Regions from separate parts of the Sus scrofa genome. Here all the other regions are linked to region 4. The links are chromatin contacts, called in public Hi-C, HiChIP or PLAC-seq and promoter capture Hi-C maps. All regions are on one chromosome and are shown on one strand. Each heading gives the region's core, a stretch centred on a gene start, on an enhancer-like site or on the middle of the called end of the contact. The rest is flanking DNA. Distances are from core to core; before and after follow the strand shown. Region 1 has its middle 130 kb from the start of HS6ST1. Region 2 overlaps LOC106506245 (a long non-coding RNA gene). Region 3 has its middle 210 kb from the start of HS6ST1. Region 4 holds the start of HS6ST1 (heparan-sulfate 6-O-sulfotransferase 1). Region 5 holds the start of SAP130 (histone deacetylase complex subunit SAP130).

Region 1 (4,378 bases), core at 800-3,299, 130 kb before region 4:
CTGGAGAATTTCTCATCCAGGAGACGCAGAAGTGGGGGGACCAAAGACCCAGCTGGAGCATCACTGGGAACCGCCCCTGCCCCACTCCTCGCATTAATGAAGCCACAGAGAGCAGAAACCCCAACACGTGATGTACAGGGTCTCTGGGAGGAATATGGTGTGGCACTGTGAGCGTCACCTTGGGAAGAGCTGGAGTTTCACGCCGCCTCACGAAGGCTACAAGGACACTGAGCTGGGGAGTGGATGGGTTTCGAATGCGAGGCCCATGAGTGTGGGCCAGCACAAGCTGTGGCCGCCCTTAAGGGTGTGGCTGTGACCAGCATGCCTACACCCAAGTGCATGCCTTAGCAAAGTGCCATAGACCTGGAGGCTTAAATAACAGACATTATTACCTCAGTCCTGGGAAGCCAGACTCCAAAATCAAGGTGTCAGTAGGGCTGGTTCCATCTGAGGCTGTGAGGGAAGGCTCTGACTCCAGCTCCCTCCTTGGCTTAGAGATGCCCATCCTCCCCCTGTACCTGCATCTCCACGTGGTCCTCCCTCTGTGATGTCTGTATCCAATCTCCTCTTCTTCAGGTCTTTTTAGGGCCACACCTGCCGCATATGGAAGTTCCCAGTCTAGGGGTCGAATCGGAGCTGCAGCTGCCAGTCTACACTACAGCTCACAGCAACGCTGGATACTTTAACCCCCTGAGCAAGGACAGGGATTGAACCCAGGGATCAAACCTACATCCTCATGGATACTAGTCAGGCTCCTTACTGCTGAGCCATGATGGAACTGCTACTGCTTCTGCTTCTTCTTCTTTTTTGTTTTGTTTTTTTGGTTTTTTTTTTTTTTGGTTTGGTTTTTTTTTTTTTTTTTTTTTTTTTTTGGTCTTTTTAGGCATATGAAAGTTCCCAGGCTAGGGGTCAAATTAGAGCTGCAGCTGCCAGCCTACACCACAGCCACAGTAATACGGAATTCAAGACCCCTCTGTGGCCTACACCACAGCTCACAGCAACTCCATATCCTTAACCCACTGAGCGAGGCCAGGGATTGAACACATCCTCATGGATACTAGTTGGGTTCATAACCCACTGAGTGACAACAGGAACTCCTATCTTGGGATACTGAGTAGAATTCCCTGTGCTATAGTAGAGCCCTGCTGTTTGTCCTTGCTATATATAATTGCTTGCATCTGCTAACCCCAAATCCCCAGTCCTTCCCTCCCCCACCCCACCACCCCCATCTCCTCTTCTTACAATGACTCCAGTCCTATTGGGTCAGAGCCCACTTACCTCATTCTAACCTAGTTGCCTCCATAAGGACCTTACGTCCCCATAAGCTCACATGCTGAGGTACCAGGGGCTAGGACCCCAGCATACAAATAGAGGGACGCAGTCCATCCCATAATATCAAGACTTGGTGGGCTTGTGCTGCCTCCCTGCACCAAGAAAGTGGGCCTGGAGGTGGCAGGAAGTCCACCAGAGGCTTTGGGTGCCTCTACACAGGCTGCAGGCCACCAGGGCCACCAGCCACTTCTCCCCGCTGCCACCCAGGCGGCAACAGTAGGAAGGAGGGTGGCCCAGAGCCAGCCAGAGTGCCAGCAACCCTGTCGTCAATCATCTGACAGCTCACTGCCTGCTCTGGGCTCTAAAATAACACATCGATTTTGGAGCCAAGGCTAACTTTAGTTACCAGTGATGCCGCTAACAGGGGAAAATAAGTCATCATCATTAGAAGTGAATCCAAATGAATGAGCTTGCCTGGGTCTCACTGGGATTTGGGCTGCTGCTTTTTTTTTTTTTTTTTTTAATAGTCATAGTTTGCTGACATAGTTCTTCCTAGTCTGAAGCAACATGAAAGAAACATTTTACCCAGTATGACACATTACCATTTGGGAAATATTAAGGCATTGATTATTCTGCTTATCTATTGCTGTTTTACAAACCATCCCAAGATTTAGTGGCTTAATACAGCCCATTTTATTATCTCTCACTACCTGGTGGATCAGAAAGTGGGGCAGGGTGATCCTTCTGCTCTGAGTGACATGCCCAGGGTTTCTGCAGAGTGCCCAGCTGGCAGTGCAGCAAGGAATCCAAGAAGAGAGGCTGGGAGCCACGTCCAAGTCCAACACCAGAGGTGGAGAGAGCAACTTGGAGAGGAGCCAAGGGAACCAGCGGCTGGCATGTTAGGTTCCAGTCAGCAACAGGGGGACGTCAAGAGCAAAGGCGTCCAGCTGGCAGAGCAGCCCCAGACTCACCCACACTCACACCTGTTCACATGGACACTCACACGCACTCACACTTGCTCACATGCATACACTCACCCACACTCACATGCACACTCTCACACACTCACCCCTGTTCACATGGACATTCTCACCCACACTCACACCTGCTCACACGCACACACCCACACTCACGCCTGCCCATATGCTGCCTCATATAACACCACACTCACACCTGCTCACATGTGCACTCATACACACATTCACCCACACTTATACCTGCTCACATGCACACTCACACACTCACGCCTGCAAACATGCACACTCTCAGGTACTCACCCACACTCACACCTGCTCACATGCACACTCACACATACATTCACCCACACTCTTACATGCACACTCACCCACACTTAACCTGCTCACATGCACTCATACCTGCAAACATGCACACACAACCACTCGCACCTGCCTACACGCTGCCTTATATAACACTCACCACACTCACACCTGTTCACATGCACACTCTCACCCACACTCACACATGAACACTCTCACACACTCACCCACATTCACAACTGTCCACATGCACACTCTCACACATGCTCACCTATATTCACACTTGCCCACACATTCTTATATTCACACTCTCTTACTCATATCTGCTCATACACACTTTCATGCACACACCTGCTCATACATGTGCTCCCCCTCATTTACACACTCACCCACACTCACACCTGCCCCCACACATGCTCTCAAAGACACACACACAGTGACACCTGCCCACACACTCATATTCACATTCACACCTACTCATACCCTCATGTGCTCTCCCTCATTTACACACTCACAGTCACACATACTCATACACATCTGCACACTCACATTCACACACTCTCACAGACTCACAGTTACCCTCACACATCCACGCACACACCACTCACACACACTCACACTCAGAGACTCTCATACACACAATGTCACCATAGCACTAAGCTGTGGCCCCCTCGAGGACAGTTATATAGAACATGTGAAGTGGAATCACCTCCAGGAATTCCTAAGAAGATGTCCACCAGGTCACAGGCCTGGCCAGATGCTGGCAAGCATCAGGGAGGGGAGGTGACAGACATGAGGGTGGGAGGGAGCAGTGCTGATCCAACGCCAAGACCCCCTTTCTCCTCAAAGATTTGGCTTCATGATTCATGGACTCCATCCCAGAGATGCACCTATGAGATACGTGGCTAGCAAATCATTTATCCCTACAGTGACTTTTTTGTGTGTTTTAAATTAGTTATCACTTTTTAAAACTAAGGAGATACCACATACAATCTAGATTTCTGGCTTCCCTTGAAAAGCTGGAAGATAGGAGTTCCTGCTGTGGTACAGTGGGTTAAGAATCCAACTGCAGTGGCTTGGGTTGCTGAGGAGGTGTGGGTTTGATCCCCAGCCCCAGTGCAGTGGGTTAAAGGATCCAGCATTGCTGCATGTGTGGCTCCAGTTGTAGCTGCAGCTCTGATTCAGCCCCTGGCCTGGGAACTTCCACAGGCTGTGGGTGCAGCAAGAAAGAGAGAGAGGAAGAAAGGAAGAAGGGAAGAAAGGAAGGAAGGAAGGAGGGAAGGAAGGAAGGAAGGAAGGAAGGAAGGAAGGAAGGAAGGAAGGAAGGAAGGAAGGAAACTAGAGAGAGAGAAGGGAGGGAGGGATGCAGAAAGGGTGGAAGAGAAAAACTGGAAGACTTTGAAACTTGTGTGATGCCAGCCTGAGTGCTGGGCCCCCACACGGATCCCACCAGCTGGCCTCAGGCCTGGGGCGTGGGGCCTTTCCAGCACCCCCCATGCTGGAGTAGGTGACCTCCATGTCATAAAAGGGCAGCCCTTAGAGGTTATCTACCTCAGCCTCTCATTTCCTGTTGGAAAGTCAGGCAGGAGAGGAGGCAGCCCTGTCTGCAGCCACAGTGGAGCAGAACCACTCAGCCTGGCCCCCTCTGGTGATGCCAGGGTAGCACACACCTGACACATCTCCTCGTCCTCAGCTTCCCTCTCCCAGGGCCTCACGCTGTTCCTGCCCCTGGTGTACGCTAGCTGCGACTGCAGGCACTTGACCATGGGAGAAAACACAGCCCAGGTTCTCCAAATTCCACTGCCAAAGGGGAGCCCACAGCTCCAAAT
Region 2 (4,365 bases), core at 1,696-4,195, 240 kb before region 4:
CGATTCGACCCTTAGCCTGGGAACTTCCATATGTCACAGGTATGGCCATGAAAAGAAAAAAAATTTTTTTTTAATCAAAAGGACAGTATAGCAAAGTTTTATTGTTTTTACCATCTACATAAAGCCCTACTGAATTTATTATTCTGAAACATGCTTTCTTCATTCACTGTATTCATACAACAGCTCAAAGTTCTCTGAGCTTAATTCCTAAAAATCTAGCTCGTTTATTTTAATTGCTGTTAGAATGTGTGTATGTGAATATAGCATGATTTATTCAGCCAATTCCTGTGGGCATTGTGAATTTTCACTGCTGTAAACAGTGTTTAACTCACGGGCTATGTTTACTTCTTTGCACGAGGTTTTCCCAGAGGAAGAGTACCTTGCAGGAAAATTTCTAGATTATAGGTTTGATGCTTATTCAGTTTTATTAAGGTCCATCTGGCCTCCAAAATCAGAACAATCCTCCTAATGGGGAATGAGGTTCTGTGTCACCCGCCGTGGTCACTCTTTCCTTGTCATGCTCTTTCCAGCAGAGTTCTTTGGTTAAGTGGCAACTCTCCAGAGGTCACAGTTGAGCCACTATTCTGCGCCCATTGGCCACTGTAGATGTTTTCTTCTAAGAAACACAAGGTCCCGTCCTGTGACCATTTCTCTCTAGAGTTGCTTGTCCTTTTTTTTTTCTTTTTGCATTTTTAGGGCCGTACCTGCACCATATGGAAGTTCCCAGTCTAGGGGTCCAATCAGATCTGCAGCTGTGGGCCTACGCCACAGCCACATGGGATCTGAGCCATGTCTGCATGACCTACACCACAGCTCATGGCAATGCTGGGTCTTTAACCCACGGAGTGAGGCCAGGGATGGAATTTGCGTCCTCAGGGGTTCATTACTGCTGAGGCATAACAGGAACTCCTAGATTTGCTTGTCTTTTATCTCACGTTGACGCTTTCCTGGGATGAGACCCCCACCTGAGCTAAGGACAGTGCTTTCTCTTCCCCTTTTCTTCTCTGGCATGTCCCCTTGTGAACCGAAATGGCCTCCTGAGTGGGCTGAGAAAGACCCTCCTTCAGAGCAGGGGAGGAGGGCAGTTCCATCACCGTCTGCGCCCAGGGCCGGCACCCCAACTCCTGGCTCTTCAGAGGTGGTGAAACAGTGGACCATCACCCATGCTCAGGAGCCTTGTGGTGCTGGAACAGACAGGGTGAGCAGTGAGCTCACTGGCCATCCCAGCCTCGCTCCTATAGCAACCAGGTATGTTTATGCCACATCTAAGAACTACTAAGTGAATAAGACTTAGTTTAATCTATTATGAATTTGAGATCTGTAAGATCAATTTCAGAAAGTAAAGGGGAAAAGGAAAGATGGATCATGAGCTGGAATTGGCATGGTAGCACAGCTCCTAGGGGCTAAGGCACCAACTGAATAATCACAGAAAGTGTTATGTGAGGCAGGATGGCAGGGCTGACACAGAAGGAGAGGAGACTCAGGAGACGCTGAGTGCTGGGGTGGCACCCCTCCCCAAAGCCAGGAGGGGGCACTCTGGGTGCAGCTCTGCCCAGCAGTCTGGAGGGGACAGCTCTGCCCAGCAGGCTAAGAAAAAACTCAAAAATAGACAACTCTGCTAACACATTGGGGTGTAAGGGGGAGTGTATTGATGTTTGCAACTTTGAAATGCATCCGAAATTAGAAGGACTGATGGATGGAAAGAAGGACGGATGGAGAAACAATGATAAAGCTAGTATAGGACAATGTTGCTGGAACTTAGGTATGCCTAGATGAAATTTTTTTTTTTTTTTTTTTTTTTTTGCTATTTCTTTGGGCTGCTCCCGTGGCATATGGAGGTTCCCAGGCTAGGGGTCCAATTGGAGCTGTAGCCATCGGCCTACACCAGAGCCACAGCAACGCAGGATCCGAGCCGCGTCTGCAACCTACACCACAGCTCACGGCAACGCCGGATCGTTAACCCACTGAGCAAGGGAAGGGACCGAACCCGCAACCTCATGGTTCCTAGTCGGATTCGTTAACCACTGTGCCACGACGGAAACTCCGAAAATTTTTATAATAAAAAGGTTGGGTAAAATAGTAAATACCTGCTCTTCCAAATTACCATAATAATTACATGAGATAATGAATGTGGAAGGGCTCGCTACACTACAGAGGAGTTACAGATGTTTTAAATGATTAAAATAGTGTAATGGCATAACAAGGGGAGGTTAAAGAGATAAGGAAAGAGATGAGTCCTTTCAAGCCAATAAATAAACTAGAAATAACAAAGGAAAGGCAAGGTGGATTTCTGGCAAAGAAGAAATACTGAATATAATCAAAATGAATGCAGAATGAAAAGAAAAAATGATTAATTTTTTTAAATCAGTGGGCATGTAGAGCAAACAAATAGCAAAGTTATGGATAATTGGTATCCCTAAAATAGCTAACCTACCAAATGGAAATAAAAAATATTCAAAGGTAAATGAGAAGGAAGTACTTCTGGAAAAAAGGGAGAATTGTATCTGCAGATTGAAAGGGTACTGCATATTTCAGAAGAAAATGATATAGGAAAAGCAATACTAAAACATATTCTAGTAAGCTTAATCAATGAAAAAAAAAAAAGAAAAGAAAGTCTTGGAGTTCCCACTGTGGCACAGAGGGTTAAGGGTCCAGTGTTGTCACTGCAGCAGCTTAGGTCACTGCTGTGGCTGGGGTTCAATCCCTGGCCCGGTGTGGTGGGTTAAGGATCCAGTATTGCCACAGTTGGGGTATAGGTCTCAGATGCAATTCAGATTTGATCCTGTGAATTTCCATATGCCATGGTGCAGCCAAAAAAAAAAGAACTTCTTACAAGGAAGGAAATCTGGTTGCTTTCAGATTTTTCCCACCACCACTAAGTTCCAGAAAACCACAAAGGAATGTACACTAAGCCAAGTTGAGCAATAGGCAACCTCAAATATGCAAGTATCCAAACTATTGCACACATGAATTTTTCTCGAAAGTCCTAAAAACATCCAGGCAGCCAAGGCAAACAGGGAGATGCCGGGTACAAGAACTAGAGATGGCCTGGCAGTGGGTAACTCACACAACCAGGGCTAAAGAGATTCAAAATACGATTCCAGCAGGTCAACATTCTGACATTATAAACTCACCAGAGCTGGAAGTATGAGCAGGAAAGGCATTTGAAAAAAAAAAAAAATCTAAATCTTTTCTTTTTCTCATGTTTCATAATGGGTTGTAATTACTGTCTGAAGGTTGACAAAGAAAGAAATGGAGTTTTCAGTATTTGTATAAACATAAAATAGGGAGTTCCTATTGTGGCTCAGCAGGTTAAGAACCCCAGTAGGATCCATGAGGTTTTGGGTTCGATCCCTGACCTTACTCAGTGGGTTAAGGATCCAGCGTTGCCATGAGCTGTGGCTTAGGCTAGCAACTGCAGGTCCTGTTGGAACCCTAGAACGGGAACTTCCATATGCCGCAGATGCAGGCATAAAAAAGAAAATAAAATATATATATAGCTAAAAAATAAGACAATTAACTTCTATCTTACTGGCAGAAAACATACAAACTACACACACACACAGAAAACATTAGCACAGTAACATAACATAAAAAAGACAATAGAACTGAGATCAAACTTGACAGATATATCCATAAGTGTAATTAGATAACCGCACACCATAAAGATTATATTTGAAAAATCTACTTGCTGACAAAAAAAAAAAAAAAAAAAAAAAGCTGTATTGAAAGCAAAGTCACTGAGAAGCCTGGGAGTAAACGGATGGGCAAGACTGGGGCTATGAAAATACAATCCATCAAGACAATTCAAGGGAAGCATTCTGGAGCAGAAGACGCTTTATAATGATAAAGAGGATAATATGCAATAAAGCTCTAACTGTCAGGAAAACGTATGTGCCAACGAATCCGGTGCCAAATGCATAGGAAAAACTACAGTAAATACATGGAGAAATAGAAACACAACAGTAGCAAAAAGACAGCACTCACTTCTCTCTGCCTTTCACCAATCCACCACAGTAATGCAATGACAAACGATTAAGGTGAGGGGAGGCCAATAACAAAAAATGAATCACTATGTTTTAGACTCTGCCCTGCCAATGGGACGTTCCCATCTTTTCAGTGCCCATGGGACATTCACAAATGGTGACACTTGCAGATCTCAATGGCCCACTGCTCACAGAGGCGTGGACAGGGTACAGGGAAGAAGGGCACCTGGGGACCAACTCCTGGGACTGGAGAAGTGAGGGAAAGATGTGCTGTTAGAGGTATGAGCCCAGGGAGGGCAGGTGCTGAGGTGGGCTGGGGCTAGAAAGGCCATGACACTGTGTGCCAGCCAGCAAGGCTGCTCAGGAGACACACAAGTTG
Region 3 (4,867 bases), core at 1,480-3,979, 210 kb before region 4:
CTATACCCCAGCCACAGCAGCACAGGATCCAAGTCGCATCTATGACCTACATCACAGCTCAGGGCAACACGAGATCCTTAACCCACTGAGTGAAGCTAGGAATTGAACCCAAATCCTAATGGATACCAGTCGGATTCATTTGCCCTGCACCACAACGGGAGCTCCCATTCATCCAATCTTTAAAGAATTGCTACATTTGCTATTATTTCATTAGTGCATCTGTATACTTCAAATTTGTGCATTTTATGATGTATTATTTAGTCAATAGTGTTTGGGGATTTTTCTTTGTTTTTTGTTTTGTTTTGTTTTGTTGCCACACCCACAGCATGTGAAATTTCCCGTGCCAGGGATCTAACCCATGCCACAGTAGCCACTCAAGCCATAGCAGTGACCATACCAGATCCTTCACCCACTGAGCCACCAGGTAAATCCTCAACAGCATTTTCTATGTGGATGTTAATTCAGAGAACTGTCAGTTGCAGGGTTGACCCCTCCATCCCCACAAGGACCAGGTCACACATGATTTCCCATGGTTCTGAGCCACACAAGCCTACCTAGGGCCCCGGATCAGGTCTCCAGAATCTGCATTTTAATGGTAGAGTTGAAACAATATTGACAGAACAACAATTATGCAGGCAAGGCCACAGAACCCGAGTTATTTCAACTCTGTTATTCTATATGACCACTTGGGACATTTATGTTTAAAATTTGAAACAGTGGAACAGTGCAAAATGCGAGGTGTGTCATTTTTGTTTTCCAAGAATATATTTTAATTCATACAAAAACTGTTTGTTACTGATTGTATATCATATATTTAAAATTGAAATGCAGCCTCTCATAATTGTTAAGGGATGTTTTTAAAGCCAAAGAATTAATAAAGGAAATAAGATGTTACTTCAGTGAAGTCTTATAGCAGTTTCCTAAACTGAACCTCTTTTGGCTGATTCTGTTTTATTGAAATTCACTAATTTTTTATTGGCATGATTATATGTGCAGTATTCAATTTCAGAAAGTTTGCACTCTGCATTTCTTTTCTTGGACCTTATTACTTGTTTAATTTCATGATTCTTCCTGGAAATAATTTTGAACAAGCAAGAGGAATGTCAGTTCATGCTGCCATAACAGAATACCGTGGACCTGGTGGCTTAAACAACAGATGTTTATTTCTTACTGTTCTGTAGACTGGGAGTCCAAGATCAGGGTGCCGGCATAGTCAGGATCTTTTCTTTTTCTTTTCTTTTTTTTTCATTTTTTTTTAATTGAAGTATAGGTGATGCACAATGTTGTGATAATTTCTGCTGTAAAATATTGATTCAGTTATACATGTATGCACATCCACTCTTTTTCAGATTCTTTTCCCACATAGATGATCACAGAACATTGAGTAAAGCTCTTGATGAGGGCTCTTTTCCTGATTGGGTCCTGGCCTTGTTTGGTGAATACATGCAGAGAGAGAAAGAGGAAGGAAAGAAGGAAGGAGGGAAGGAAGGAGGAAAGAAGGCAGGCAGGCAAGAAAGAAAGAAAGAAAGAAAGAAAGAAAGAAAGAAAGAAAGAAAGAAAGAAAGAAAGAAAGAAAGAAAGAAAGAGAAAGAAGGAAGGAAGGAAGGAAGGAAAGAGAGAGAGAGAAAGAAAAGGAAAGGAAAGGAAAGAAAGAAAAAAGATTACTGTCTCTTCCCTCTTCTAGAATGTCACTAATCTTGCTACAACCACCCCTAAGACTCAATCCCTGGCCCAGGAACTTCCATATGCCTGGGTGTGGCCACTAAAATGTGTGTGTGTGTGTGTGTGTGTGTGTGGGTGTGGGTGTGTGTCTGTGTGTGTGTGGGTGTGGGTGTGTGTCTGTGTGTGTGTGTGTGTGGGTGGGTGGGTGGGTGTGGTGAAATGGCACTAATCCTATCATGGGGAGCTCCACCCTCACAACCTAATTATCTCCCAAAGGCCCTGCCTGCAAACACCATCATCCTGGGAATTAAGGGCTTCAACATGTGAATCTGGAGCAGATACAAACATTTAATCTGCACAATGTTTTTAAAAAAGGGCAAGGTTTAAAAAAAAAAAAAGATTATCACTCAGTGTCAAAGGTACTGGGATTTGGATGTGCTTTAAAGTAGAGCCAATGGGTAAAACAAGTGTGAAAGCAGGAGAGAGCAGGGGTGGCCTGAACATTGGAGGGCTTCCCTGGGAACACTGAGGGAGGGGCGGGTCTGGCCCAGGTGGGATCAAAAATTTGGTTTTCAGGAGTTCCTGTTGTGGCTCAGCAGGTTAAGAACCCCACCTAGTGTCCATGAGGATTCAGGTTCAATCCCTGGCTTCCTTCAGTGGATTAACCAGTATTGCTGAAAGCTATGGTGTAGGTTGAAAATCTGGCTGGGATCTGGCATTGCTGTGGCTGTGGTGTAGGCTGGCAGCTGCAGCTCTGATTCTATCCCTGGATCAGGAACTTCTGTATGCCACAAGTGCAGCCCTTAAAAAAAAAAAAATGAATTTGGTTTTCAGACATGTTCTCTGTTGAAACACCTGATGGACATCCCTGTGGAGGAGGAAGTAATATGGGAAACACCAGTACTTCCATGGAATTGAAAACCAGGAGACTGGAGGGTATGGCCTCAGGCAAATAACAAAATCACAGTATACTCTTTAAGTCAGTCATGGACTCGCTTCAGAGAAGCAGAGCCCTGACCTAGTCTGAGGGCACAGCAGGTGACCTTGGGAAGCTGAGGCCAGGTGAGCCAGCCAAAGGAAGGCCTGGAGCAGGGTACAACACAGGACTTGCAAGGATCAGCAAAAGGCTGGTGGTGTGTGGATTCAGAGAGTCAGGGCACCGTTGTGAGAAAACACACCTCAGACCTGGGATTTTTATCAGCAGAGCTACAGGCAAAGATTGAAGAGTTCTAAGTAGCAAAGTGACATGATCCGAGGTGAGTTTTTAAAGGCTTGAATAAGCTGCTTTGTGGAGAATGGATTAGAGCAGCAAAGTAATCCATCCAGGTGAGAAATTACATGTTTGGACTAGAGGGATATCTGGAGAGATGGGAAAAGTGGTTAAGTCTGAGAACCGTGAAGCAGGCGATACAGGAGGTGATGGAGTATATAGAAAGAGAGGGAACAGGTTAAGGATTCCTGGGTTTGGGGTGGAGGATCATGCATGCCCTGAGCCTGGGGGAAGATAAAGGTGTCAGATTCAGGGAAAAGTCCAGCTCAGTTAAAGCACATTCAGCACCAGCACCAGAGACCCCATGTATCATAATGTCTGGTTTGGAGCTTAGGAGAGCAGGTTGGGCGAGAGGGAGAGCTGGCTCTGGACGCAATGCTGACTGGATGGCAGGTGAAGTTATGTGGGTGGATGTTGTCTCCCAAAGGAGTTACCCCTGAGTCAGGAAGGCTGAGAGCCTGGGAAACAGATGCCAGTGCTTAGGGGCCAATGGAAAAAGGGGAGTCAGGAAGGAGAGAGAAGAAAAGGAAAGCTGGGAGTATCCCAGCCAAAGAGGGGAGGGGATGCCTCAGGAAGGAAGGAGCAAGTGTTCTATGAGACCTGGTAAGATGCAAGGACCAATGAGCTGGACTAATGGCCATGGCCATTCCTGATGACCCCAGGGAGCAACACGTAGCAGAGGGCTGGGAGAACCAGAAGTGAGTGGGCTAAGGAATGAAGGGAAGGAAAGCAAACCAGCAAAAGTAGACAGCTCTATTAAGAAACCTATTGCTGGACTCTTTAGTAGACAGTAACCATGGCGAAAAACACCCTACCCTGGGCAATCAGTGTGCAACACAGTGGTGGGGGTGCTCCATACATGTGCTCCCTTTAACCCCACAATGAACCTAAGAAACAGTGACAAGTGTTCCCGGACCACAGCCAGGAGACTGAGGCATGACCAATGGCAAGGTTAAAGCCTCACAGTCTTTAGGAATATAGGGAGGGTGGTGTCTGAATTTGAACCCTGTGCTGAGATTAAGGCTGTGTGACTGTCCTGAGCTCATAACAAGGAAGGTGGTGGCAATGTGCAAAGGAACAGAGGCTCTGGCCTGAAGCAGGATCCTGGTCTCGGGTCTCTCTGTACCACCATTTCTAAAATGAAGGTAGTAACCTCTACTCTTCCTGTTTCAGAGTTCCTGGGTAGATTAAATGAGTTCAGGCATTGATTTAACAATTGGAGCTTACACCTCATGGAAGAACCCTAACAGGAATGGGTAGATGTGGACAGATCTGAGGCCCATGTCTGGGCAGAACCAATGGGATCTGCTGGTGGGTCAAATGTAGAATGTGAGATTAAGAGGAAACAAGACCTTTCCTAAGGGTTGGGATTGAGGAGCTGGCCAGACAGAAGTACCATCTACAGAAATGAAAAAAACAGGAGAGGAGAGGTTTCAAGAAAAAAATCAGTGGATGAGTTTGAGGCCTGTCAAGTTGGAGAAGTAAAGGGTACCCCCTGAGTTGTGACCCAGAGAGGGGCCCAGCCACAAGAGTACACATGCCGTGGGGCTGGGGCCATGATGATGTATGCGCTCCAGTGAAACATGGGCACAAGCAGCAAAGAGGGTCTGAGAAAGGCAGACAGAATGGGAGCCCAGGAGCCAAGAATGGGGAGGATTCCCAGGAATCCATCCCTTTGGTGGGATGTTGCTGAAAGGACAGGGAGCCTGGGTTGGACAACATGGGGGCTCAAGGCCAAGTTCAGTGGAGGTGGTTGGGTAGCAAGGCCAATGAGCAGGGTACAGGATGAAATCAGTGGTGAGGAATGAGTATCAGAAACATCTCTAATCAAGATAAATATAATAATGAAACCTAAATGGAGCCCAGCCAACATGGAGCCCTTTTCATTCTCAGTGTTCAACTTCCCTTCTATATGAAATGCTGCTGCTTACAAAG
Region 4 (4,885 bases), core at 2,088-4,587:
GTTTTTTGTTTGTTTGTTTGTTTGTTTGGGCTGCACCTGAGCATATGGAAGTTCCCAGGCTAGGGGTAGAATCAGAGCTAGAGCCACCCACCTACACCACAGCCACCGTAACACAGGATCTGATACACCGCAACACAACGCAACGCTGGATACTTAACCCAGTGAGCAAGGGTAGGGATTGAACCCTCAGCCTCATGGATCCTAGTTGGGCTCGTTAACCACTGAGCCACATAGGGAATTCCTGTGGCTCCTCTTACTTGACTTTGATATGGAAAAACCCACCTACAGCCTTGGGGAGTCTCACAGTATCTGTGCAGCACTTAAATCAAAAGGGATAACAATAAAATCCCACCATCTAGGAAGATTTTCTTCCCCCAAGAGAATCTAGGAAGAAAGGGCTTCTAAACTAAATAAGGGGTTCCCTCTGAGCCATTCTGGCAGGTGCAAAGCTGGATTAAACAGCTTCCCTGGGAGTAGCAGTTAAGCCATGAGTCAGGTTGCTCTGGCTCCCGTCTTGACTCATGGGAGGAGCAGCTACCCACCAGGGACCCTATACTAGGCCCTCTACCTTCTCTGGGTCTCAGTTTCCCCATTGGGACAATAAGATTGTTACAAGATGGGGCCAGAGACCAAACACTGACAGTTTGGGATAGTCTGGGTGGCTTTCAGTAACACTCCAGGTTTCTCTTGAACATTCTGGACCCACATTCCCATCTGGCAGCAGAAGACCGTGAGAAGTGGTCGCATTGTGCCCCAGTCCCCTGCCCGCACCCCCCCGCCCCCCCCCCCCGCCAAGGGAGCAGATGGGACTTCGAGGGTGAGTAAGGGCCAGGCAGGGCAGGATCAGAATCCCAGCTCTGCTGACTCTCACAAGAGTGACTGGAGCTCAACTAGGCCAGGAGGATACCTAGGGTCTCCACGTCCAGGCCCAGACATCCAGGGATGAGAGGACAGGGTGGCCAAGGGAGAGGCTTTTGCTCAGGCTTTGTCTCCCTGCTCTCATGGGTCAGGAGAGGAAGCATCAGAGAGAGGAGACCACCAGCCAGCCATGTGACTTTGGCCAGTGTCTTCACTCTCTGAACCTCAGTTTTCTCTTCTGTAAAATGGGTGGCAGGAGTTCCCGTTGTAGCGCAGCGGAAACGAATCCCACTAGAAACCATGAGGTTGCAGGTTTAATCCCTGGCCTCACTCAGTGGGTTAAGGATCTGGCTTTGCCATGAGCTGTGGTGTAGGCCAGTGGCTACAGCTCCGATTAGACCCCTAGCCTGGAACCTCAATATGCCAGGAGTTTGGCCCTAACAGCAAAAAAAAAAAAAAAAAAAAAAAAAAATGGGTGTCAGACTCTACTCTGGAGACTCACTGATGGGATCAGAAATGACACATCTGCAGTGAATGGTGCCCCATATCTCTGGATATAGAACACCCCTCAGTTATGGGAGTTCCTCTTGTGGTCTAGTAGAAATGAATTAGACTAGTATACACAAGGACGAGGGTTCGATCCCTGGCCTCACTCAGTGGGTTAAGGATCTGGCATTGCTGTGGCTGTGGCGTGGGCCAGCAGCTGCTTCTCTGATTTGACCTCTAGCCTGGGAACTTCCATATGCTGTGGGTGCGGCCTAAAGAGACCAAAAAAAAAAAAAAAAATGTCAGTTATGATTCAACACTTGGTAGAGGATTGTCCTCTGGGGAAGGACGCCCACTGAGTTGACCCAGGGCAGCTGTGCCCTCCAGGCTTGAGCTGCTGCCTGCTGGGCGGTGAAGGAAGACTTCTCCGGCCAAAACAAGGTCAAGTGACAACAGACAGAAGCAGGTGACTCCAGGCTCGCCACTGTGCCAGCCCAGCCCCCACTCCTGACAAGAATGAGTCCTTGCTGGAGAAGTCTGACCCAACCACCCACAAGGCTTCCTGGGCCAGGTACAACTTTAAAGCAGTCACAGGATGGGAGGGGACTTTGGGGCCCCAGGTCACACCAGGGACTGGTCACCCCACCCCACCCACCTGCAACAGGCCCTTGGTCACTGTGTATTGTGCTCAGTGGGTATGCCTTCAGCCACTTCTGACAATTGCATGCTCCCTCCTGAGTTGGATTTTGGGGTGTCATTGGTTGTTTTTCCAGTTCTCCAGGTTTGCTTCCAGAAGAGATTTCTGGTGTGATTCAATATATTTTCAAGAGCTTTACTGAAATATAATGGACACAATAAAACCTCACAACCCCTTCTCCCCCATGCTTTCAGGACCTACAACAGAATGGAAACCACTGGGAGCCCCAAAAAGGGGGTGATGTGGGCATCTGATCCCAGGCCAGGCAGCCCAGGTTCGATGGAGACCACTTGGCCTGAGTTCAAAAACAAGGGACCAGCCCAGAGACCCAGGGGCGCTGAGAGTCTCAGCAGGTCATTTTATATCCCGACCCACCTCCTGTTCTGTGCAATTCCTGGCAGTGTGGGTTCCAGAGGTTCTGGCCCAGGGCCCAAGATGGAAGGAGGTGGAGGGCAAGCTGGGCTAAAGCAGACAGGGACATTCGGTCCCAAAGCGGACGGGACAGGGCGCCAGATCCACTGACCCACCTTCCAAAGCCAGAGGTTGGGGTGTTCTTGTGGACCCTCACAATTTTAAATATTGGCTCAACTTTTTCTAACTTCTTCCTTGGGATCTGAATAAACCTGGAGGGAAAAAATGCACATTGGTTAAAAGCCCTTTGAAAGAATGAGGGACTGCATAAAGCTCCCAAAGCTTCCGCGGACCCTTCGGCATCTCTCCAAGAGGGCCTCTGGGTCATTGTCCCACAGCCACGGTGGGGGGAGGGGGAAGAGAGTCTGACCACTGCCCTTAGACCCAGGCCCCCTACCGTCCCTTTTTCTCCTAGACCGCTCCCCCAGCCTCACATCCCATCAAATCTATTCCCCCCCCCCCCCCCCGCTTTTGGAACTTCAGAACATCCAGTGTGCAAAGTCAAGGTTTTCCCTCCACTGAAGCAGGGACAGGGACCCAGGCCCCAAAGCACCGGCCGCCACGGGGCCCCCTCCAGCCCAGAAGGTCAGTGCGCGCCCGCTACACGTTTCCCCAGCCGTTCTCCACGCCTCTGTGAACGGAAAGACAGACCCCGCTGCCCGCCTCGGAGCTGCCTAGCCGAGGCCGGAGACCCGCGTCGCGGAAGCTGGGTGCCGGCCTGCAGCTCTGAGCTCTGGGGGCGGGGCCCAGGTTCGCGCGGGCGGCGACGGCAAGAGGAGCGGCGGGGGCGGGCCGGGGGCGGGCAGGGGCGGGGCGGCGGCGGACTGCGGAGACGCGGCGGCGCGCTGGGCGGCGCAGAGCGTTCTCGGCGCGGCGCGGCGCGGAGCGGAGTGGCCGGCGCGGGGCCGCGGGGGGCGCGGGCCGGGGCCGGGCCGGAGCCGAGCCGGAGCCAAACTGGGGTCGGACTGGGGATCGGGGGCCGGGTGGAGAACAGCCATGGCGCCACGCAGGGCCGCGGCCCGCGCCGCTGCGGGCGGCCTGGGCGCCGAGTAGCCGGGCCGGGCCGGAGCGCGGGCGGCGGCGGCAGAGGCAACTGCTCCCGCGCCCCCCGCCCTCCAGGCCCCGCGCCCCGCGCCCGGGCTGCCGGCAATGGTGACACATGCGGCGGCGGCGCGCTGGCAGCAGGACCATGGTTGAGCGCGCCAGCAAGTTCGTGCTGGTCGTGGCGGGCTCGGCGTGCTTCATGCTCATCCTCTACCAGTACGCGGGCCCGGGGCTGAGCCTGGGCGCGCCCGGCGGCCGCGCGCCGCCCGACGACCTGGACCTCTTCCCCACGCCCGACCCGCACTACGAGAAGAAGTACTACTTCCCGGTGCGCGAGCTGGAGCGCTCGCTGCACTTCGACATGAAGGGCGACGACGTGATAGTCTTCTTGCACATCCAGAAAACGGGCGGCACCACCTTCGGCCGTCACCTCGTGCAGAACGTGCGCCTCGAGGTGCCCTGCGACTGCCGGCCCGGCCAGAAGAAGTGCACCTGCTACCGGCCCAACCGCCGCGAGACCTGGCTCTTCTCCCGCTTCTCCACGGGCTGGAGCTGCGGACTGCACGCCGACTGGACCGAGCTCACCAACTGCGTGCCCGGCGTGCTGGACCGCCGCGACCCCGCCGCGCTGCGCACGCCCAGGTGAGCGCCTGCCACCGATCCCGCCGTCGGGCCAGGGCGGCGGAGTGCCAGCTGGCGGCCGGGCCCGGACCCCCGCCGGGCGGTCCTGGGCCGGCCCTTCCCACCGTGCCCCTCTCTCCTGCCCTCTCGGGGGCCCCCATTCGCCGCAGCCCCTCTGGACCCCTTCCTGACCTCGAGGTGCCCCAGTTGGTCTGCTGCGGCCCGTTGTGGTCCCTGCGCTCTGATTCCGCTCTCACCTCCTCCTCCGTGCCTCTTTACTTTTCCCCACCGCTCGCAGAGCTGCACAGCGCCCGGGCTTCCCGGGGCCCCCGCCCCAAGACCGCGCTGGCAGTCCAGGCTGGCCTATCCTCGGATGGGAACACGCGTTCCTCTGTGTGTGAAGGCCACCTGGTGTGCCACCCTCACTGTTCCGCTCCAGTCCACATCGGAAGTGAGAGAAGTGAAGCGCCCCCCTTCCACGCCCCCCCCCCAGCCAGTCTATCTTGAGAGGGCTGGGGAGGAGCTGCCAGAGGAGGGGGTTGGCTCAGCCTTGCCCAAGTGGCAGGTAGAACAAAGGCCCTAGTGTCACCTGGGGCTGGGGGCGGGGAGGAGGCAGGACTGCCTGCCCCTAAGAGGTGGGCCAAAACGAGGGCAAAGAGGAGCAGAAGCAGGCCAGCAGCAGGCTGTGGGGAGCTGAGCTGGCCAGGGGCACCTGTGCAGCCAGACGCCTTCGCTGGGGGCCCCCACTGCTGTGAAGATTGATCTGGG
Region 5 (4,418 bases), core at 717-3,216, 250 kb after region 4:
AGCAGCTGCAGGTCCGATTTGACCCCTAGCCTGGATACGTCCATATGATGCAGGTGCAGCCCTAAAAAGCAAAAAGGAAGGAAAGAGGGAAGGGAGAGAGGGAGGAAAGAAAGAGAATTCTGTGCAGGGTAGGTTGGGGTAGGAATGACTTGAGTGGGGTAAGGACTACTATAATCCAGACAGGAATTAATGAAAGGTTGAGCCAAGGCTATGGAAGTGGCTGGAAAGGAAGTACAGAGTACATATGGTGACTCTGGGAGATGGAAGCACAGAAACCAAAAAGAGTAAAACCAAAGGCAGAGAGAATGGTGACACCATTAATCCAACCCAGAAATCAGGAGGTGAGGCTAATCAATACAAGTGTTCAACATGTTAAATCTCAGGGGCTTGTAAGACATATGTTTGGAACTGTAGGTGTACAACTCAAGACAGAGGTCACTATGCAGATAAAACTGAGTCATTTTCAAGAATGATGCTGTAGGAGTTCCTGCCGTGGCGCAGTGGGAACGAATCCAACTAGGAACCATGAGGTTGTGGGTTGGATCCTTGGCCTCCATCAGTGGGTTAAGGATCTGGCGTTTCCACGAGCTGTGGTGTAGGTCGCAGACGTGGCTCAGATCTGACGTTGCTGTGGCTGTGGCATAGTCCGGCAGCTATAGCTCTGATTAGACCCCAAGCCTGGGAACCTCTATGTGCCACAGGTGCGGCCCTAAAAAGATAAAAGACAGAAAAAAATGCAGAAGAATGATGCTGTAAATTGTGAGAGTGTATTAAGCTACTTAGGAAGATAGTGTAGCATTAAGAGAGGGTCGGAGCCTTGGAGAAAAGAGAAGTATAAAACAGCTGAATAGGGGCAGAAGAAGAATCAGGAGAGAGTGTGGTTCTGGAGGCCAAGGGAAGACCATTTTAAGGAGGAATTCCTGCTCTTAAACTAAGCAAGGACCACTGAGTGAAGGTGAGTAGGTTAGTGGAGGGAGCAGTGTAAGAAGAGGCAGGAGCAGGCAGAGTCTAGGAGAGAGATGGCTAAAGTATATCACGTCAGTTACTTATAGAAGAAATGTGAGAAGGGAAGAGTGTTAGAAAGGAAGATGTCTTGAGAAAGGAGAGGGGGCATAGCCTTGAGCTGCCCTTTTTGTACTAAGAATGTAGCTGTGCACGAAAGGAAGAAGGGATTTGAGCCCCATTTATTTCCTATCGCAAAACTCCAGACTAATTTACCGTCTAGGAAGATTGGCGGAGGGACATAATCTCTAGTATCAGACTCATTCTGCTTTCGCAGCTTTGGCTAAGACTTCCACAGCCGTATAACTCCAACACTCTACCCCAAACAAAACAAATCACCACCACCTCCCTCCGCTTCTCCGTAATCCGGAAAGTCTGAGCAGGTGCACCGCGCCTGAGTCCTGCGCCAAAGGCACCTCTCCGAGCCCGCTTTAACCCGAGTGTGCTCGGCTCCCGGCCAAGTTCCCCACGCAGCGAGGCCAGTGCAAACCCGACTGAGTCCCTTCGTTTCCGTGCACCCGAGCCTCCCATGACGCTCAAGCTTCGCGGGTCATGGCCTCAATGGGGACATCAAGTCCCACACGCAGCGCGGAGAATCCAGTACAGTCCGGAAAACCCTCAGCCCTGCCTGCGGCCCCTTCGGTACGCTGCAGTCGGCCTCCATTACCCTATTCCCGCGCCGCAACTCCCTCGGAAAAATGAAACCTGGTGCCATCACATGAGGCAAAAGGGTAGCAGCTTTTCACTAGGCAAAGAAAAACGGCAGAACCGTCGCTAAATAGCTAAGGGGTGTGTTGCTTCGGCCGGGTCGCCAGGACGCCCCGCCCAGGCCCGCCTTCTCAGCACCAGAACTACCTTTCCCAGAGGCCTCTGCAGCCCCGAGGGGCAGGCCCGTCCGCTCTCCACTCATATTGAACGGTGATTGGCTTTCCCGGATGAGGGCGGGGCCTACCCCAGCCAGTGGGTGAGAGGCTCGTTACGGCGGCGGAAGCAGCGGCGCTGGGCAGAGGGGTGGGGGACCGAGTGCTAGCGCCTCGGCGGCGGCGGCGGGTCCTGGAGCCCGAGGACGTCGGCTCCGCAGGCGGAGAGCGCACGGGAACCAGCTCGAGGCGGCAAGGCGGCCACTCGGCGCAGCACTCAGGTAATGGCGGGACGTGCGCCCAGGAGGGGAGGGAAAGGGGAGGGGAGGAGACGAGGGGGCGGGGCGGCCGAGCCGGGCTGCAGCGTCCGTCCCGCTGCGCGTCCCCAGAGAAGGGCAGCGGTGCCTCGTTTTCTGCGGCGCGGACCTGTACTCTTTCGTGAACTGAGCACGGCAGTTGGGCCGGCTGCAGGGGCCGGGTGTCCTGCGACAAGGAATGGAAAGCCGTCGGGAAGGCTGGGCTGAGTTGGGCTTGGGGGCGTGGCGGGCGTGGGCCTTGGCGGGGAAGCTGAGAGGCCGGGGGAGCGCGGGCGGGCGGGCGGCCCAGGGAGTTTGGCTCCTGGAGCAGTTTAAAGTGACTCTCCACATCCGGGCCCTGCGCCCGCCGCTTTCAGACCCCGACCGAGGCGGGGCCTCCCAGCTCCCCGCCCCTCTCGCCGGCAGCTCTTGTCTTCCTCTGCCATTGGCTCTTCCTCGGGGGTTTGGGCTGCCCTGGCGAGGCTCGCGCCTGATTGGCTGGCAGTCGGCGGGAGGGTGGGGCGGGATCACAGCGCGCAGGCCGCGGTGGATTGGTGCAGGCCCTGGAGTGACGCACCCGGCGTGGGGCCAATGGGCGGGCGGGGGAGGTAGGAGCAGGTTCGGGGAAGAGGACTGGAGCAGAGCGGCGGCCGGGGGGCCGGGGTGAGTGGGGTCGGCGGGACTGGACAGCGACGGGCCCGAGGGGCGCTGCGGCACGAGCGGTCCTCGCGATCTCGGAGCCCAGCGCTGCCACCGCATTGGGTCCTCCGCAGCACCCCCGGCCCGGCGAGGTTGAATTAGGAGGGGCGGGCGGCGGCTGCAGGTAAAGAGGCACACTGGTCCTGGGGCTCCTCAGAACGCCTGCCCCCCTCTCCAGAGGATTCAGAGACCCGAAGTATCAGGAGACCTGTGTTCTCTGATCTCGGCGGTGGGCTTCACGGTGGGGGGTAGGATTGCGGGCTAATCAGGGATATCGGCAGAGCTTGGCTCCTGAGCGAAAAGTGGGGGTAGATTTTAGAGAAGGTGGTGAAGGTCTCAGTTCCTTTTGGCTGAGCTGGGGTCTGTGAAAGGGGCGGGAGATGGGGGGGTCGGAGAGAAATCTGTAAATGGAGCCTGTGCAGGATAGCATTGAAAATCCCTTTTGCGTCAGGTCTTGATGTAAGGTTTCTGATCCCGTCTTAGGACAGGGCTCTGCCTTCAATTTCTCCTGTGACACACTGATGACAATTCAATTCACCTTGGTATGAAGCTTAAGTCTTTCAAAGGCACATGCCACTTGTCAGGAAACTTTACATGTTTACATAAATGTTGCGTTAATACCTGTCGTGTGACTGTTGTACAGGATGCAATGTGGACTTTTTAGTGTGGCAGTCCACAAGTATTTTTGGGGGAGGTGTCACAATATCTCTCAGAACCATGTAAACGATTTTACGATTTTGCCATTAACTGAACCTATGTACATCAGAAACTTAAAGAAGTTAGACCATTTATGCACTGAATGTTGAACACAAGTGCTGTTTTAGATGAATGATGCTGCATTTGCTCCTCTAAGGGAAGATATAGGCACTAAAGATGATTTAATTTTCATTATTGGTTACAATCTCAGAATCCAGTAATAACCATATGACTATGCACTGCAGGTGGAAATGAGTTCTCAACAGTTTCCTCGGTTAGGAACCCCTTCCACCGGGCTAAGCCAGGCTCCTTCACAGATAGCCAACAGTGGTTCTGCAGGATTGATAAACCCAGCTGCCACAGGTGAGACGTGTGATATTCTATATTGCTTCCTGCTTTAAAGATATTGACAGTTTTCTACTTTAAAAATTAGCAAATTCCTTGTGGGATCTGAGTGAATACTAGGTTATTGAATTTGAAGAAAGAATATATTACAATTCTAACATAAATGAGACTTTTTTCCCCTTTTTTTAACTGCTTGATTCACATGTACCAGAGTGTACATAAAACGTATAGTAAACCACATCTACAAGAACTATTTTTAAAATATTTTAATGTGTTCATATTTAATTTAATTAAGGCTCAGGGGTATAATAGTAATGCCATGAGGGAGCACAGAAGTATATAATGCATAGGTCTTGCCTTTTAGGTGCTTACTATCTAGGAAAAAAAAAATCTTTATCTTTAAGATATTTATACATGTATATTTATCTTGGCTTTTAGTTGTACACTCTTTGAATTCTGTGGATCAGTGGTCCTCAGCTGGTGATAATTTTGCCCCCCTAGGGATTTGGCAGTGTCTGAA

Evidence for each region. Promoter capture Hi-C pulls out the DNA fragments that hold promoters and counts their contacts. A called contact is a pair of places that touch in the nucleus more often than the background predicts. HiChIP or PLAC-seq counts read pairs in DNA pulled down with a chosen protein or histone mark.
Region 1: a contact with region 4 is called in an H3K27ac HiChIP or PLAC-seq map of skeletal muscle. The contact joins the enhancer-like site here to the promoter of HS6ST1 in region 4. A contact is called at or near these places in 11 of 47 Hi-C or Micro-C datasets (alveolar macrophages, embryonic fibroblasts, heart right ventricle and 4 more) and 2 of 2 datasets of contacts at active chromatin or transcription factors (alveolar macrophages and skeletal muscle).
Region 2: a Hi-C map of alveolar macrophages shows a contact between it and region 4, with 4 times the contacts expected there. The contact joins the enhancer-like site here to the promoter of HS6ST1 in region 4. A contact is called at or near these places in 1 of 5 promoter capture datasets (liver), 2 of 47 Hi-C or Micro-C datasets (alveolar macrophages and embryonic fibroblasts) and 2 of 2 datasets of contacts at active chromatin or transcription factors (alveolar macrophages and skeletal muscle).
Region 3: a promoter capture Hi-C map of liver shows a contact between it and region 4, with 5 times the contacts expected there. The contact joins the enhancer-like site here to the promoter of HS6ST1 in region 4. A contact is called at or near these places in 1 of 5 promoter capture datasets (liver), 15 of 47 Hi-C or Micro-C datasets (alveolar macrophages, brain, embryonic fibroblasts and 8 more) and 2 of 2 datasets of contacts at active chromatin or transcription factors (alveolar macrophages and skeletal muscle).
Region 5: a contact with region 4 is called in a promoter capture Hi-C map of liver, with 3 times the contacts expected there. The contact joins the promoter of SAP130 here to the promoter of HS6ST1 in region 4. A contact is called at or near these places in 1 of 5 promoter capture datasets (liver) and 1 of 47 Hi-C or Micro-C datasets (skeletal muscle).

Annotation. Positions count from the first base shown.
Region 1 is chr15:58,936,067-58,940,444 of Sscrofa11.1, forward strand. No RefSeq gene overlaps it. Among named protein-coding and RNA genes, the nearest start is that of HS6ST1, 130 kb to the right of the region's middle. Within about 2 kb of position 2,050, at least 5 of the 83 cell types and tissues checked have an H3K27ac peak or open chromatin away from gene starts, as enhancers often do. A contact at or near this core is called in skeletal muscle, where this site is marked.
Region 2 is chr15:58,824,951-58,829,315 of Sscrofa11.1, forward strand. The region is part of intron 2 of LOC106506245 (a long non-coding RNA gene); the gene reads right to left. Among named protein-coding and RNA genes, the nearest start is that of HS6ST1, 240 kb to the right of the region's middle. Within about 2 kb of position 2,946, at least 6 of the 83 cell types and tissues checked have an H3K27ac peak or open chromatin away from gene starts, as enhancers often do. A contact at or near this core is called in alveolar macrophages, embryonic fibroblasts and liver, where this site is marked.
Region 3 is chr15:58,858,217-58,863,083 of Sscrofa11.1, forward strand. No RefSeq gene overlaps it. Among named protein-coding and RNA genes, the nearest start is that of HS6ST1, 210 kb to the right of the region's middle. Within about 2 kb of position 2,730, at least 2 of the 83 cell types and tissues checked have an H3K27ac peak or open chromatin away from gene starts, as enhancers often do. A contact at or near this core is called in liver, where this site is marked.
Region 4 is chr15:59,063,111-59,067,995 of Sscrofa11.1, forward strand. It overlaps HS6ST1 (heparan-sulfate 6-O-sulfotransferase 1), which reads left to right and starts at 3,338. Exons shown (of 2, transcript XM_003133399.6): 1 at 3,338-4,138. The coding sequence starts at 3,612.
Region 5 is chr15:59,310,435-59,314,852 of Sscrofa11.1, forward strand. SAP130 (histone deacetylase complex subunit SAP130) reads left to right here and starts at 1,967. Exons shown (of 21, transcript XM_021076325.1): 1 at 1,967-2,143; 2 at 3,799-3,916. The coding sequence starts at 3,805.